Regions from separate parts of the Macaca mulatta genome. Here region 2 is linked to region 1. Evidence: chromatin contacts called from public Hi-C data. All regions are on one chromosome and are shown on one strand. The core of a region is the stretch at or near the end of the contact, and the rest is flanking DNA. Distances in the headings are between cores, read along the strand shown. Region 1 holds the start of PRPF19 (pre-mRNA processing factor 19). Region 2 holds the start of CCDC86 (coiled-coil domain containing 86).

The links. A called contact is a pair of places that touch in the nucleus more often than the background predicts.
Region 2: a contact with region 1 is called in a Hi-C map of prefrontal cortex, with 4 times the contacts expected there. The contact joins the promoter of CCDC86 here to the promoter of PRPF19 in region 1. A contact is called at or near these places in 7 of 14 Hi-C or Micro-C datasets (CD4 T cells, blood, cortical neurons and 4 more).

What each region holds. Positions count from the first base shown.
Region 1 is chr14:13,165,372-13,168,820 of T2T-MMU8v2.0, reverse strand. PRPF19 (pre-mRNA processing factor 19) reads right to left here and starts at 1,474. Exons shown (of 16, transcript NM_001261081.1): 1 at 1,255-1,474. The coding sequence starts at 1,273.
Region 2 is chr14:13,226,503-13,229,989 of T2T-MMU8v2.0, reverse strand. It overlaps CCDC86 (coiled-coil domain containing 86), which reads left to right and starts at 2,129. Exons shown (of 4, transcript NM_001265928.1): 1 at 2,129-2,947. The coding sequence starts at 2,190. It overlaps LOC114672248 (a long non-coding RNA gene), which reads right to left and starts at 2,097. Exons shown (of 5, transcript XR_013403757.1): 1 at 2,060-2,097.

The DNA.
Region 1 (3,449 bases), core at 225-2,724:
GGCATACAGTACAGTAATTCATGTTCACAACAACCCGCAATAGAGGTATCATTTACACTCTTGCCTGCATAGACTGTGCGCCCCTTGAGGATAAGGATTACAGCTGGTCTCTCACTTCCAGTACAATGCAGATGCCCCCGGGGCACTCGGTAAACATCTAACGAATGAGTGAACCCTGCCAGGAAAGATAGTGCTGGGGAACGTAAAAGAGAGCTTTCCCAAGACTGGAAGGAAACAATGAATATGAAGGTACTTTGCGAGCTGTAATTTCTTCAATGTGAGGGATTCCTTTTCCATCATTTCCCTTCCTTCTTCCCCCTCTCTGGATCAACGTACAGGTTCTGAGAAGAGACGGAGGTGAATAGCAAAAGGGAGGGGAAACGAGTAATCTGATGAAACAACGAAAAGGGAAAGGAAAACGTATGTACGTCATGATAAAATATCAAAGGGAAAGATAGTGGAAGGTATGGAAAAAGCAAGGATTCAGGCTCCAAACTCCGTGTCACCTAACTACGTCACCCAGCTCTGCCATTGACTAGCTACGCATTCTTAGATAAGCCCCGCTCTTCCTGAGCCTTGCCTCCTCATTTGCAACACCAGGATCTTTTCTCCTTTAGGGAATTCTTGTGAGGATAAAATGAGATCCTAGACTTGGAAGCGCGTTGTAAACCAATAAGGGCTTTATAAATGTGCGCTGTTTTTAATTAGTCATACACTGTAAGGCTGGGAGCCATATACCTAGCTGCCAGCCTTGCCTACCTCTAACTCATCATGTGACCTTTACAAATTGCAAAAGCTGCGACTATCCGAGCAAGGCCTCACAAAATATCCAGTGCAATGCTCTCAATTTTGCAGATGGGGAAACCGAGGCACAGAGCCTTAAGCCAATTCACAAAGCCAACAGGAGGCGGACCCTGGACAAGACCTCGGGTTTCCTGACTCTTACATCAAGGCTGTTTCCCCTGCACCAGCTCCCTCTGTCCAGGCCTGTTTCCACTCGGTAGAATGAGGCGACCTGCCTCAGTAATGCCTGCGACAATAAACCTCCGGCACTATGTAAACTGCGGAGCACTGCGCAAATGCACCCCGCTCCGAGGGGAGGGCTCCGGGGCTGACAGGCCGCCGCTCTGCCTCTGGAGCGCCCCATTCCCGCCTCCACCCCGGCCCCGGCCCCGGCGCCGCAGTGGCCCGCACACGCTCCCGCGCCGCTCTCCGGCCTCCTGCGACCCGCGCTCGGCCGCAGGCAACACTCACTGGAGCAGATTAGGGACATGGCGCCGTTGCCGCGCTCCCAGGCGCCACACGCCGGACTCCGGGACTGGCTTCTGAGCCTCCGCGAGCCACTTCCGGTCCCCCGCTGCTGCCGGGACTGCTCAGCTGCGAGCTGGGAGCCGCCAGTCGAGCGATGCTCGCGTAGCGCTTCACGTGGGAATGGGGACAGCCGCGCGCCACTGCCTCCAGCACCTAACGGAAATAGACCTTTCCCAGAATGCAGCCGGGCAGGAAAGGGCCCGCCACGAACACTCGGTTATTTCCGGATTGACTCGGCTCGTTCCGTAAAGCGCCCGGGGATTGGCGGGGGCGTCGGAAGAGAGGAGACTCGAAACTACATTTCCCATGATGCAGTGAGAACTTAAAACCAAAGCAATTGGACAGCACTTGTTTTGACAACTGTGCGGCACTGTGTCACGGGACCCTGGTCTTTGAAACCTTGGTGTGCGCGAGAATTTCCCAATTTCCCATTGTTAAAATGCAGATTCCTCGGATCTGCGTAGACAGACTGCGCCCCACGCTATTCTAAGTCAGGTGTTTCTCGGGCCACCCTTTAAGAGACACTGCTGGATGGCCTGGTGTTAAAAATACAGAGGCAGATGGGTACAGGAACTAAGAAAACGGCTAAGACAGCGTTTTGGTCCTGACTACTACCGTTTCGCTCTGTGATTTGGGGCAATTCACATTGGCTTCCCTGCCCTTTCTTCTTTGTCAAAAGACAAAATCACAACAAATTTAGTTTAAAGTTTTTTGTTTGTTTTTGTTTTTTGGTTTTGTTTTGTTTTTGTTTTTGTTTTTAAGAGACGGACTCTGGCAATGTTGCCCAGGCTGGAACGCAGTGGCTATTCACAGGTGCAATCGTAGCAATCATGGCTATCACAGGTGCATCCTGGAACTCCTGGGCTCAAGTGATCCTTCTGCCTCAGCCTCCAGAGTAGCTCTGGGACTTAGGGTGCAATTCTATAAAATTGGGCAGCGCCTTACACTATAAAATCTAATGGTTGTTCCAATGAGCTGAACAGGGGAGCTTGGTTTTTTAGACAGAAAAGGACTGAGGAAAACAGAAACAGAACAAAAATGGGATTGGTCATTTGGTAATCTCAAAATTACTTTTCTTGTAAAGGTTAAAGTGGAGGGTACTTCTTTATCATGCCATGTAAAACTTGCCTGTTTGGGAATTTAGCTCTCCCCGCCAACACACATGCACACACACACTCTCTCTCAGAAGGTCATAAAGATCTTAGTTTCAGCTCATTGGGGTGGAACTTCGGCAGGACTCTTTTTAGCTTGGTCTGTTAGGCCTAGCGCAAGAGCTCAGTCCAAACCAGTGGCCTCTTATCAATTTATTTTGTATTTTCTGTTTCTCTTCCAGCTCAGATAGTGTATGATTCTTTGTGGATATCTGTAAGATAAGATACTCTCAGGAATCATGCAAAAGACATGTGGTGTGGACTATAAGGTATCAAGACAAACGGGCAGGATGAACAGGATGTGTGAGTGAGAGGGACTTTGACAGGTGGGCAGTATTCAGAGGAGAAGGAGAAGGAAAGGCATTCCAGAAGGAGAAACAATGTAAGCAAAAGCTTGGAGAGAAAAATAAAAGTTACAGGTACAAAAGGTAGTATGGCATAGTGGCCAAGAGCATGGACTCTGAAGTCAGACTGTGTGCTCAAATCCTAGCACCACCCAGGTGATTAACTGTATGAACTTCTCTATGCCTTAGTTTCCTCATCTGTAAAACAGAGGGAGTGATGACAGGGGTAGAACTAACTCGCTGAACTCTTATGAGGAGTTAATATGCAAAAGGGCATTTCATCTCTCTCTTGCACCAACAAAGTAGCTTGCCACTTGTTCCTTGCTTCCAGCCTGGCCTCCTCCTCCTAATCTACTTTCCACAGAGCAGCCAGTGATCCGCTTTGAATGAAATATCGATTCATGTTATTCCCCAGGCATTTCATTCATCCAACAAATATTGATTGGGTACTTCCTATGTGCCAAGCCCTATTCTAAAAACTGGAGATAGAAAAGGTCAACAAGAAAGACACAGTTTCTGCTCTTTTGGAGCTTACACTGTACTGGGAGTGGTGGGAGCACAGAGACAATCAACACTTAAGAAGAAAATTCCAGAGTAGTAGTGCTATGAATGCAACAAATCAGAGCAAAGTAGACAGAGGTGC
Region 2 (3,487 bases), core at 880-3,379, 61 kb before region 1:
CAAAGGCAAGAAAGCTGGGATGTAGAAAGCGGCAATAAAAGCAAAGGAGCGGCCAGGCACAGTGGCTCATGCCTGTAATCCCAACATTTTGGGAGGCCGAGGCAGGAGGATCACTTGAGCCCAGGAGTTCAAGACCAGCCTGAGCAACACAGGGAGACCCCGTCTCTGCAAAATATAAAAATAGCCCGGCATAGTGGCATGAGCCTGTGGTGCCAGCTACTCAGGAGGCTCAGGAGGATTCCCTGAGGCCTCGGAGGTCAAGGCTGCAGTGAGCTGTGATTGTGCCACTGCACTCCAGCCTGGACAACAGAGCAAGACCCTGTCTCAAAAATAATAATTTTTAAAAGAAAGCAAAGGAGTGTAAGGGGACAGGGTCCCAACAGCAACCACCACACCAGGCTCTTCTGAAAATTTCAGGAGTCTACTCAAGGCCTCTGCACACCATGTATAATGACAATGACAAACTGAGCTCAGGTGGGAGTAGGGGGTTCTGGGCCAGAGCCCACCTGATGCTGAGGTTGACAAAGTGCCTCCAAATGTCAGGGGGACACCCAAAGGCCTCCTCTGAAAAACATCTCCCTCTCTCTGGTGAAAACCTGAGATCACTCTCTGAAGTATTTCAGGTTAGACTAGGATATGATCCAGTCGGCACTGGAGAGTGATCCCTCCAGCTGGGGACAAGAGCTTAGGAGGCAGGGCAAGCCTAGGGGGACTGGAGCAGGGCAGAGGGGCATACAGTCTCCTCCAGCACCCTGGCAATGCCTGCCAGGCTTGGTTCTGAGTGTCGGATCATTGGGATCTCTAGGCAGGGGCAGGGCATTTAAGGAACTGAACAGAACTCACTCCTCTGACAGTTGAGGGGTGGAAGAGCTGGGCGAGAAGGTGTCCCAGCTGCTTCTTCTGTGGACAGCTGCATGGCAGGGGAGGAGTAGCAAGGCAGGCGAAGTCCCCCTGCAGGGGTCTCCTTAGCTCGGGAACATGAGGAAGTTGAGAACACTCTGACTCCTGATATTCTTGGACAATTTCCCAGGCCCTCTCGCAAGCCCCCAGCTGGAGAAACAATGGAATGGTTTCAAAAGAAACCACTGGAATGTTGGACAGGGGCCCTGGGACCTCTAATAGCCAACCCCAGGCAGTCCCAATAATCACGCAACTGGGCCGCTTCCAAGATGTTCTTCCTAAGAAGCATGCTGTAAGAAAATCAAAGCCTCACTCCTAGGTCTCACAGGAAGGTCTACACAGCCCGACATTTCCCAATCCCATCTTCTCTAGGCCCTGGGAAGTCCAGAAGGCAACACCTGCTCACTGGTGAGGTCCCAAAGTGCTCAGTAAGCAAAGTACATTTACAGTTGAATAGCAAGGGAAGGGAGGGGAGGCGAGGCAGGTTGACACACGGGCAAAAACCACTGTCTGGGCTGAAAGGAAGATCAGAGATGATCCAACCTGTTTCTAGAACTGGGGCAGAAAAAGAGGGACGTGGGAGCGTACGCAGCTGGTCGAGGGCCCAGGTGAGCCACAGGACAAAGGTGCTGCATCTTATTGGTACCTCAGCTTCACTCATAGACGTTGAAAAGGCTGAAAAGGGAGAGCCATGGATTATATACGGAAGCACAGGACGGGAGAAGCAAAAGTGTGAACAATTAACACAGAAAAGACCGATCTTCCACCTCCACGACCCCCAGGTAGCATTCCCTCAGGCTGCTGGGAGGAGGACTCCGACAGGGTCATTTGGGATGCACGAAGCTAGTGCAAAAACAGGCCCAAGGAGGGCAGGACCCTGCCCAACTGCACCGGAGTTGGCCACAAAACTTCCATCAGGCCTTGCCTAAGGCTCCTCGGACCTTTTTTCAACTCTGTTCTCTCCCTGAAATGGGTCCTCCCACTTTCCCTTTCCTACGTGCTCGCTCTTCTTTCCCCAGGAAACTTTGCAAGAAAGGCAAAAGCGAATCCTAGAAAAAAGACTGGCTCATCAATCACTTAACGAAGCCCGCGCGAATTGCGCATGCGCATGCTGAGCCCCACCCCACCCCACTCCCAGTCCCGCCTCTGCATCCCTCACCAACACGGCCGCCTCAGCAACAGCCCCTCCTGCGCGTCACGGACGTGGCGACTCATGACGTCATAGGAAGGCGCCGGTTGTCGGCGGGGTCTGCACGTGTGCAGGGGTGTGGAAACTTACCCGCTGAGGCATGGATACACCGCTAAGGCGCAGCCGACGGCTGGGAGGCCTAAGGCCCGAATCCCCCGAGAGCCTCACCTCAGTTTCGCGGGTGAGACGGGCCCTTGTGGAGTTGCAGTCGAACCCAGAAGAAACGAGGGAGCCTGGGTCTCCTCCTAGTGTGCAGCAAGCTGGCCTGGGGTCCCCGGAAAGACCGCCGGAGACAAGCCCAGGATCACCCCGTCTGCAACAGGGTGCAGGCTTGGAGTCCCCCCAAGTGCAGCCAGAGCCAGGCCCAGGGTCCCCCCAGCGTCAGCAAGACCTACACCTGGAGTCGCCTCAAAGACAGCCGGAGTCCCGTCCTGAATCCCCACGATGTCAGCCGAAGTCAAATGAGGAGGCATCAAAGTGTTCTCAGGACCAGGGAGTACTGGCCTCGGAGTTGGCCCAGAGTAAGGAGGAGCTGACCCCGGGGGCCCCCCAGCATCAGCTACCGCCGGGCCCAGGATCACCAGAGCCTTACCCCGGTCAGCAAGCTCCCGGTCCGGAGCCCTCTCAGCCACTACTGGAGCTGACACCCAAGGCACCTGGCTCCCCGCGGGGTCAGCATGAGCCGAGCAAGCCACCTCCAGCTGGGGAGACGGTGACAGGCGGCCTCGGGGCAAAGAAGCGAAAAGGTTCTTCATCCCAGGCCCCAGCGTCCAAGAAGTTGAACAAAGAGGAGCTTCCTGTAATCCCGAAGGGGAAGCCCAAATCGGGGCGAGTTTGGAAGGACCGCTCCAAGAAAAGGTGAAGTAAGGGACAGCTTGGACAGGGGTGGCGTTCTCTATGGTGTTGGGACCCCGCCTTTGCCCTGCTGCAGCCTGGAGAATAGCCCCAGGGTTAGAGAGAGCTCACGTTAGTGAGGGTGTCAGCAAACAGGTAATTACAATCAGAATGTGGTAAAATGACCTGGGATCCCGGAGGGGGGTGACCAGGCCCTCAAAGATCAATTTCTCTGATGCCTTTCCTCTTCGGGGTCCCTATGGGCCTCTCCTGTAGCACCTCAGTTGTGTATTCGTTCAACAGACATTTACCATTGTCTGCCCTCTCTAGTGAGTGAGGCAGAAGCAAGTAAACCAGCCATTACTTGATCAAAGCAGTGAAGTCTTCATCCAATATAGTCTGTTACAGTTATTTGCCTTTAAGATGAAAAGTATTACTGAGCACTGATTATATACAGCCTTTCAAACATGGAACAGCACGTATCATCACACTTAATCTGCACATCAGCTCTGTGAAGCAGGTGGTGGTATTCCTGTTTTTTGTGTGAGGAAACCGAGGCTAAAT